Linked DNA regions of Mus musculus: region 1 is linked to region 2. Evidence: chromatin contacts called from public HiChIP or PLAC-seq data. All regions are on one chromosome and are shown on one strand. Each heading gives the region's core, a stretch centred on a gene start, on an enhancer-like site or on the middle of the called end of the contact. The rest is flanking DNA. Distances are from core to core; before and after follow the strand shown. Region 1 overlaps Slc24a3 (solute carrier family 24 (sodium/potassium/calcium exchanger), member 3). Region 2 holds the start of Dtd1 (D-tyrosyl-tRNA deacylase 1).

Region 1 (5,082 bases), core at 2,218-4,717, 920 kb before region 2:
ACCCACTCTATAGATGAGAAGGATCAGGCTTTAGTAGCTAAAATAAATTCTTCAAAATCCCCCAGCTAGCAAACAGCAAAGCAAGAATGCAATCCCAGTTCAATCTGATTCTTTGGCCCATGTTCCTCCTCCAATACAATAGTCTGTGCCTTCTGCAAAGATGTGAGGCAACCTACAAAAGCGGCAAGTGGATGGCTTTGGAAATCGCCAAGTAGGCACAGGATTAAAAGAAGAAGAAGAGAAAAAGAAAATAAAGAAAAAGAAGGGAAGCTATAGCTAGGATCACGCCAGTGGCTATTCCCAGTAGAAGCTCTGCTTGTCACCTTTCTTTAGTGGGGCTGTGAGACCAGCCAGCAAAGTCCTGGAGAAGGGGTAGGAAGATGGATGCCAACAACCTGTGCAGCATCCATGGTATCCTAGCCAAGCTTGTGATGAGTGGTGCTACTGATGAATTACACGGCTCGAACACACTGCATTTCATTTCATAAGTAATTAGCTGTGTGGCCCTGAGTAGACATCACCCAGCCATTTGTTTCATTTCTTTACATTATCTCTTTGCCTCTGGGCTTGCTTCAGAATCAAGCTGCAGGTACAAATGACTAATGAACTAATGACAACACTAATAACGGCCCAGCTAATAATCATACTGCTAATGGTGACAATGCTAATTAAGAAAGTGCTAGCAGCAACAGCATCTGCTGGTGTGACTATTATTCGTCTCTGGAAGGCAACGATGAGCTGGTCAGGCAGGATAGAGCCAGGCGAGGGCAATGGCAGTAAAGGCAGGCACGTGGCTCATTCTTTTGGCACTAACTACCTATGTAGGAGAAGTCAGGAACACTACAGTGTAGACCCAGTCACCTTAACACTATGGGTCCTGGGGAAAGCAGAAAATATTTAGCCTAGTGAGTGAGCCAGACCTCAGTCATCATGAGCAAATCCAGGACTCTCTTATCAGAGCTAGCCTGTCCACCGGGGAGCCCTGGAGCTGGTGCTCGGTAAGATCCAGGTGTCCTTCTGCCTGTTGCTCGGAAGGAACAAACGCAGCAGGCAGAGAGGGTAGATCAGTCGGCATGTGAATGGGGACAGTTACAATGGGCCATGGAGACCAGCAATGAATTTTATGGGAACTCTTGAGTATACATTCAAGAGACTGACCTCATGGCATGCCCAGCAGCTTCTGAGAGACACACAGGCCTGACACACTTGAGAGAAAAGCTCACCAGGATTGGACTTTACACCAAGCAGACACTTTCCCCAGGGCACAAAACAGACCACACTGAGGTTCCTGATCAGGTGAAGCGGATTTCGGCTCCCTCAGTATTTTAAATAGAGTCACAGCTAGAATAGTAGAAATAGGTTTTTCTAGAAGATACTGAGTCTTGGGTGTTTTGTCAGAGAACTGAGGATCTCATATCTAGTGACTACTTCTCTGAGGAAACTAGGCTCTGAGAGCCACAGGGAAGCTGTATGTCCCACTCTAACCTTGGCTTCAGGCTCTAACCTTGGCTGCCCAATAGTCTCACACTCTGGCGACTTCTGAACAAATCCCTGAGACTATTAGAGAGATAACAGCATTCAGAAAGGACAGTGGCTCTGCCAGGATGCTCCCTGGCATTAGAATGGACTCCTGAGGTTGACTTGGGTATTCAAGGCTCCTCTAGACTACAAAAGCTCTAGCCTGCAGGAAGAAAGGCAACACCCTGAACTGTGACAACGATGAATTCTTTAAGTAGAAAATTTTTTTTTCTTCTTTTCTTTTCTGCCTTTCTCATTTATCTCATTTCCTCTGAGGCACCGCACATTCTAGTGTGGATCAGTAGCTCTCAAAAGGAGGTGTGTGGGGGAGCACTTTCAAGCTCACAGTTAACATTGTTAGGCTTGCTAATTTCCTATGTGGAACTGGGGTTCAATAATCCATCAACCTGGAAACCAAGTAACAGTGGCTTCAGGATGGAGACCTCCAATCACACTGCCCAAGGCGCCAGTGTGGGTGAATTCCAACATGATGGTCCCTGCCTCGGCTCCATACTTCCATCTTCTCGATATCAAGTAGAACCATCGCAAAGGAGTTGCCAGTCCTACCTGCCCTGCAAAGAGCCCGCAGACGCCAATGATGCACAGGATGTTGAACACGGCAGAGCCCACGATGGTGCCAACTCCCACATCACCCTTTGTGATGAAGACTCCTGAAACACAAACCAACACCAATCTGGCTGTAGTGGTCCAGCTGCATCCCAAGGACATTCGAAGGACATCTCCTAGTTCTAGACTATACTGAGGATCCAGAGGAAATAGGCAAGTTTTGGAGGGAGTTTTTGAACCCAGAGGTTAGACTTTTCCTTAGTAGCAACGTCCCTGGGTCTAGGAAAAGTTCGCACACAGTTAAACCAGTGAATGGCCACAGCAGAGTGGAAGGTTCTGCTTGGGATCTATGAAGTTAATTTTTTATAAGTGGGAGACAACTCAAATTTGAGGACCTTCTTCCCTAGAACCCCTTTTTCTTATATAGGTAAGGGCTGAGACATTCTCTTAGCATCACCTACCTATGACCGACGTGAACAGCTCTGGGGCCGAGCTGCCTGCTGCCATGAATGTGGCTCCTGCCACATCTTCACTGAGGTGGAGGCGCTGCATGGGAGCAAAGACAAGACAGGTGAGATGGGATCTTTCCTTGGGAAACACATGCCTGTGGCTCCTGAGGTCCTAAGCACGGGGACTTCAGAAGGACCCAGGGGCTGGGTTCAGTCCCTCTCACTATCCCTCCACTCAGAGCCTGGCTGCTCCTGCTCTCTGCTCAGCATCCTCACTTGCAAGATCAGCAGGGACTACATGACTCTCATTAGCCAATGTCCTTACAGAAGATTTAGGAGTCTGTAACCCAAATCTATCAAGAGGATGTCTAGTTGATAACCAGGAGGGTGGAGTAGCGAGTCAAAAACATCCTGGACAGCGGCGGACAGCCATTTTCTTTCTAATGGCAGCTGTGGTCAGCTCCCTTGGTGTCTGCAGACACTGATTTTAGAAGAGATGTGTGTGATCTAGAGTTGTGTGCAAACACCATGGCTGTTATAGTGCTTTTGAATAACTTCAATCTCATAGCCGCCAATTTGCGAGAGGTTAGTAGATCCAGGGAGTAGTCACTGTCCTGAAGCACACTCCAAACCCTCGACCTTCAAACTCTGGGTAGCACGTCATGAGAGAAGACTTGAGACAGACTAGAAAATAATGCAGCCCATTTCCCCCAAATCTCAAGTCACCCTGTTGGTTAAACGGGAAGGTGGTTTTCAAGAACACAAGATGAATGTACACGAGAGGCTGGTTGGTGTGTTTAGCTTTCCGGAATTCCACCGTGGCCCAGAAAGTAAGCTGCCAGCGGTTGGGAAGCAGCCAGTTCCCTTCGGGCATCAGGGCAGAGACTTCCAGTTTCCACTGCCAGCCTTCTTTCTTTCTTTCTCAGCAGCACCAGTGGCTGCACTTCCATGCTTGGCCACACAGAGGCAGTGTGGCCTTGGAGGTGCTACAGATAGAGGCATGCTCACCGTTGAGGTTCTCATGGGGTACTGAGGAGACCCTGAGATGGTACCTCAGCACTAAAAACCTTGGCTGGTGCGGAAGCCCCAGCACTGGAATCTCAATAGATGGGGATGGCGGGAAGACAGCAAGCCAAAAATGAGCTCCCGGAATCGCCTTGAGTTGCTGTGCTTCCCTTCCAAGATCTATGGACTGGTAGTAATGGTTGCTTATGAGGCTTGGCCATATGTCCAGTTTCACTCTTGCTTCCACATCTCCTTCCTTTCCACCCTCCTTTATGCCTAATACACTCCAGCCTGGCAATACTGCACTGGCCTCTTAGAATCACTAGTCACGAGGTCCTCTTGCTTCTGCACTGCTAGCGGCTATGATGAGGGCCAGGGAGAATTTTCCTAAGCTTCATCCAGAGCGGAGAATAATTCACCACAGCTGGACACCCTGGGCTCCCCAGGAACAACAGGTCCTGTCATTCTCATTTAGATCCAGTGGCTCAGGTATTCTCTGCTTGTTCCTAAATGAGCCCTTTCCTTCAGGCCCCTTTGGTCCATCCCTCCACACAGCCCTGCATGGGTACCAGGGCGGAATCTATCACTTGATTCCTTTTCTCTGCACCAAGTCCCCACTGGCTTCATCCAACTGTCTATGAATGCAGTCAGCCTTTGAGATCAGTGGGGTTAGTCATACTCAAACCCAAGCAGTGTTCAAATTTCATATAAAATACTGCAGTGTTTGCATATAACAGATACATTTTCCCATGTTCTGTCAATCATCTCTAGATTGCTAACAATCCCTAACACAATGTAAATGCCATGTAAAAACCTGTATTGTCCAGGGCATACCAATAAGGAAGACTCTCTGTATCTGCTCCATACTGATCCAAATTAAAAAAAAAAAAAGTTGGATCTCCTAAGCATAGTGGTGCATGCTTTTAATCCCAGCACTCATTCAGAGACAGGCAGATCTGTGAATTCAAGGCCAGCTTGATCTATACAGTGAATTCCAGGACAGCCAGGGCTGCACACAGAGACCCTGTTTTGAAAAACCAAACCAAACCAACCAACCAACCAACTAAACAAACAACCCTCCACCCCCAAACCCAAAACAACCACAATAGAAAGAGTTGGATCGGTTTGATCCAAGGTTGAATGCCTGGCTGTGGAACCTATATGGAGAAGGTGGAATGTTGTGGGTTACTCAGTGGTTTCTAAGCCCACAAATGGCCAGAGCCGGGCTGTGCACTCCCTAGTTTCCTTCCCAGCCTTTGGCAAGCAGCTTAGCTGAGGAAGAGCCTAGCTCAGTGTTTACAGTACTTAGAGTGGGCAGTCTCTCTCCCCCACAGCCCAGGAGGCCCCATTACTGCTTTCATGGCTTCCTGGGTGTCCTACTCTTGACATCTGATATCCTTGTGCAAGCAAAACCTTCTGACCAACCTCAGGCTGCTATCTCATGACCAAGAACGCCGCCACGGTCCTCCCCTTGCTGAGTCTTCACTTGTTGGCTCTTTCTGAAACATCTTTCTGTCTTTGCTTTAGTGTAGCAGAGTCTGAG
Region 2 (5,008 bases), core at 1,461-3,960:
GTAATGTTTTTATACTACACACCAAGTTTTATGCTCTTTATGCTCAGAAACATCATGGCTTGTAGAAAAGAATGGCTTTTAATATTTCCTACTATTATCTTCAGCACACAAGTATCAAAGTAATGAGGCAAGCAAGCATAGGGAACATTTAGCTAACTAGGACTCCACTTGGTTTGGACTTTGCACTCTTCTCTGAGCAATGTACCTAGCAACCTCTTTAGCAGCCTAGGACCCCACAAGCATAGACTGCAGGTACACCTGGGGTCTCATTTACATTATTTGCCATTCCATTAATTAGGGTCATTTATTTACATTATTACAGTTGACTGGATTTTTATGTTGATTCATCTACTCATGTGACATGGATGTGTGCATGCATGTGGAGGTCAGAGGACAACTTGTAGGAGTTAGTTCTCTCTTCAGGTCCTCAGGCTTGGTGGCAAACGCTTGTAACTGGCTAAGTCACCATACAGGCCCTTCATAATTGCTTCAAATGGTGGAAATAAGTTGTTCCCCTTCACAACTTCTTGAGAATGACCCATTACTACTCAAACATATCCTGGAACATACCTGGAAACTACAGGCAATGGCCCATCCACTCTCAGCAAGTGACTGTCATTCAGGTCACTCCCTCACTCTTATCCTGAAATTTCTCATTAGCTTACGCTCGAGTATGATCAAAGGGCTCCCTAGGGAAATCCCAAGAGTGTTAGACACTTTGTGCAAGTGCCAGCCCAGGGCCTCACACATGCCAGGCTTGGTTTGGTAGGAGAGGGTTTCACTAGGTAGCTTCAGTCTGCACTTCAACTCACCAGGTAGGTGGCCCATGCTGGACTCAACCCAGGGTGCTGGGATGATAGGAATAGGCCACCACCTACAAGCAAAGGTACATTTTCCAAAGTCCAGATCAGCGGGATTGGGGGCTTAAGGAGCCAAAGCTCAAAATTTAAATCTGTTGGTGATAACCACATCAAGTAGACAGCTTCTCCCCCCCAAAGAGCAAAACCATCTTTCATCAGTGAATTTTTCCAGTTTTCATGTGCTCAATATTTACTGAAATGTTATTAGAGTCCCATAAACTCCTCTCCTATTCTGCTCCTTATTAGTCCAGGATGATTTCCAAAACCAAAGTTAACAGAACAGCTTGCAACTCATTAAGCAGGATTAGAAGGTGGACTCTCGAGTCTAAATATGTGGTTTGGCTACTTGGTTGGGGAGGAGTCTTGGGTCTAGCTTTAAACTCAAAACCATGTATTTAGTATAAAATGGTTTAAAGAAAAAGATATCTGTATTGCTTGATCTGAAGCTTTGGTGAGGAGGGGGAATCTTAGAGACTCTTTTGTTGTCCAATCTGCTTTCTGTTGTCCAATTCCTGGGCTCAACACAGCTCCTTCCCCAGCCTCCAAAGTGGCTGTGACTACAGGCCTTGGCATCTGACCTGAAAATGTACTTCTGCCTCTATAAACACAGCTGGGCAATGGTGGTAGACACCTTTAATCCCAGCACTTGGGAGGCAGAGGCAGGTGGATCTGTGAGTTCAAGGCCAGCCTAGTCTACGGAGTGAGTTCCTGGCCAGACAAGGCTAAACAGAGAAACCCTGTCTCGAAAAGGAAAGAAAGAAAGAAAGAAAGAAAGAAAGAAAGAGAGAAAGCAAGCTAGCTAAATGAGTGATGGGTAGACTTGCTGCCAAGCCTAATTCCATGAGTTGAATCCCAAGGACCCACATGGTGGTGGCACATCTAAATTGTTCTCTGGCCTGTTACACACAGAAACACACACACCAAATAAATAAATGTATTTATTTCTTTAACTTAAAAGACTAAAAGAATGGCACCAGTCGTTTCTATTTTTTTAACACTTTTCAAATAACTACAGTAGCTGGATCCTGAATATTTCAACTAGCCTCCCACATTCAACTGATGGCTAATGGCTGAGCATCTGGGTCTATATTAATTAATGGGAAAGAGAAGCACGTCATCTTGAATTCTGTGGTTCTGACCCATGGCTGAAGGTTCAGAGACCGACATCCAGGTGCAAGCAAGGGATGTTCTGCACCCAGTGAGGATGCCAGCAGATATTTGCTCAAAGCTGCCAGAGCTCAAACAATTAGCAATTCCTCCGTCTGTCCATTTTATCATGAGCCAAGTTCTATTTTAAAAAGAAAAGATATGCAAAAGGGGGTTGTTAAAATGCTACATCTCAGACAGAGCGGTGGATAAACGAGCGATTCCGCTCCGGAAATCTCCCCTATGTGTTGTTTGTGCAACAGTGCATTCAACAACGGGCCCTGGGGATGCTCACAGGTTCTGGCACCTTGTCTGTGAGGAACACACACACACACTCACAAAGATAATGATGATGATTATAATGGTGATGACGACGGAGATGAGGGTTTATGTAGCAACGAAAGCACGGAGCCTGAACCCATGAGCGGCCAGGCACGTGCCGGATCTTCTCGGCCACGGCGCTGCCCAGAGGCTGCCCGGTAACTCGGGGCTGCGGGGAACCCTCACACGGAACAGCGGGTCGCGGGGGTCAGAGGCTGCTCTCTCCCCGGCCCGCCCGACTGACCTGTGACGCTAGCCCGAGTGACGCGCTGCACCACGGCCTTCATGGCGGCGGCTGTAGCGACTGGAATTTGCTGTGTGGTCAGACCTTGCGACTCCGCCGGTGGCTCCTCGACCGGCGCCCTCTACCGGCAACACCGGAAGAGCTCCGTGAGGACCCATTCCACAGAGCTGCGTCCCGCCCACGTCGGCCACACCTATCCAATTGGCCCCGCCCATGTCAATCACCCTCACCTGTCACCTATGCATAACCTAGTCCATTTGTGGTAGGCGCCGCCCTATCCACCCCTGAACTCCTTCTTAAGCACTATAGTCCCAAACTGCCAGCCTAGTCTCCACTATGTCCAGACACTCATTAATTTCTGCTCCAGTTTCTTTCTCTTTCAGTTTTACCCTTAAGTTTTTTTCCTGCTTTTCTCCCTCTTTTCCAATCCTCCGGTCACAGATTTTCCAAAATCTTCACTTGTTCTGTAGCCTCAGCAGCAATCCTGTTGCTAAAAACAAAAGGACCTGCTGCTAACATAGCCATTTAACTACATAACTATTGATTTACCTTAGACACAATAGTTAATAGGTCTATCAGTCTAGAATTCTAATTCCTTCCTAATACAAATCTAATACTTAGCCCTATCATAGGGTTGTTAGGAAATTTGGATGGGCTGTAAAGATGCTTAGATGGCTGCAAAGAACTGTATAGCTATTACTGTACTAAGTTTTCATCACTAAAAAATAACATCTTCATAGTCCAGTGGTAGTCCATGTGTTTATAATTAAACAAAGAAAAAGAAGAATGGGGGGGGGGGGAGATAGTCCCAGCTACTTGAGATGAAGCGGGAAAGTGTTTTAAGTCCATGAGTTCAAGACCACCAATGTGGGCAATGTAATGAGACTTTCCCTTAAAAACGAAATAGGAGTATCAGAAAAAGTTCACCCATTTCAGAGTGTCTTTGCTTTGAACGCCTCTTCCAGGATTAGCAGATTCAGAAAAGCATTTGTTAGAAAGCAATTTGATAGAACTGTTATTTGGCCCGAAATACTCTAAGGAATGGTGGTTGAACATCTGTGATCCAAGCATTCTGGAGGCTGCAGTATGAGGATCACGCTGAAGTTCAAGGCCAGCATGAAATACAGAGTGAGATGTTGCTTTCCCCCTCACCCCCCCAAAAAAACAAAAACAAAAACAAAAAAGGCCTAGAAATGTGTATTATTGTGGGGTATCCATCAGATAAGACTACTCAGACCGGGGTTAAGCCAGTAGAAAGTCTTTATTAGCCAACTGGCAACTACACTGGGTGTTCAGGATCTCATTAAAGCTCAGATTCTTTTAGAGTGAGCATTTAAGCAAAAAAAAAAAAAAAATTCCTCGGTTGACATACTTCAGTTAATAAGCACAGTTAGGCTAAAGCAATTACAGAAGTCAAAAGGCAAGCTTAGTGCATTTGATAGATTCGGTCTTCCTTTTCACTCTGGCAAGTGGTACTATCTACATACTGAGTTTTATGGAGTCAGTTGTGCTAAGGACTGGGAGCCTTTTATATTATGCTTAAATATTAAATAGTGAATGCAAAATTGCATGAGTTAAATTGTCAAGGATACCACCAGCAGCAGCAGCAGCAAGATCAATGGGTGTCAGTCACATGCTTCCTGATATTGAAGGATACAGTGGTAATTCTGCAACAACAAAACTTAACCTGGGGCTAGAAGTGTAGCTCAGTGGAACATAGTACTTAGCTACCATGTAGGAAGCCCTAGGTTCAGCCCTTAGCATCATATAAGCCAGGGATGGCAACACTTACCTGGAATCCCAGCGCTCAGGAGGTAGAGAGGCAGGAGCATCAGTTCAAGGGTGGAACTGTACAATCGAAATGCAAACTGCACTGCAGGAGACTCTGCATCTAATTGTTTAAAAAACCTAAATCAGGAACATTCTATCAAGTAGTCAGTTTTTCACATCCAGGGAAAAAAGTCTGGCTCAATGGGTAAAGGCACTCCCTGGGGGCTGGAGTGATGGCTCAGTAGTTAAGAGCACTGGCTGCTCTTCCAGAGGTCCTGAGTTCAATTCCCAGCAACCACATGGTAGCTCACAACCATTTGTAATGGGATCCAACGCCCTCTTCTGGTGTGTCTGAAGACTGCTGAAGTGTGCTCACATATAATAAATAAATAAATCTTTTTTTAAAAAAGAAAAAGAAAAGGCACTTGCTGCCTTTAATGACCTGAGTTTGATCCCCAGACCTCTCCCTGACATCACTAAATGTCCTCTGAGCTCCACATGCACCCTATATCACATGCAAATGCATGTTCACAGACGTGCACACAAAATAAATAAAATGGGAGAAGACTGTATTATGCATGAACTTTGGTACATCCTGGCCAGGAAAAAAAGAAAAGGGAGAAAGTTATTAGTAGGATAACAATAACTCCCTTTGAGTTGGTATGAG

Evidence for each region. HiChIP or PLAC-seq counts read pairs in DNA pulled down with a chosen protein or histone mark.
Region 1: an H3K4me3 HiChIP or PLAC-seq map of craniofacial prominence shows a contact between it and region 2, with 4 times the contacts expected there. The contact joins the enhancer-like site here to the promoter of Dtd1 in region 2. A contact is called at or near these places in 8 of 39 promoter capture datasets (cranial neural crest, embryonic stem cells, frontonasal cranial neural crest and 5 more), 2 of 484 Hi-C or Micro-C datasets (cochlea and nephron progenitors), 9 of 115 datasets of contacts at active chromatin or transcription factors (SST interneurons, astrocytes, craniofacial prominence and 6 more) and 1 of 9 other capture datasets (macrophages).

What each region holds. Positions count from the first base shown.
Region 1 is chr2:145,515,951-145,521,032 of GRCm38.p6, reverse strand. It overlaps Slc24a3 (solute carrier family 24 (sodium/potassium/calcium exchanger), member 3), which reads right to left. Exons shown (of 17, transcript NM_001356497.1): 5 at 2,547-2,631; 6 at 2,086-2,189. Among named protein-coding and RNA genes, the nearest start is that of Gm14092, 36 kb to the left of the region's middle. Within about 2 kb of position 3,467, at least 60 of the 459 cell types and tissues checked have an H3K27ac peak or open chromatin away from gene starts, as enhancers often do. A contact at or near this core is called in craniofacial prominence, neural tube and second pharyngeal arch cranial neural crest, where this site is marked.
Region 2 is chr2:144,597,655-144,602,662 of GRCm38.p6, reverse strand. Dtd1 (D-tyrosyl-tRNA deacylase 1) reads right to left here and starts at 2,710. Exons shown (of 6, transcript NM_025314.3): 1 at 2,572-2,710. The coding sequence starts at 2,614.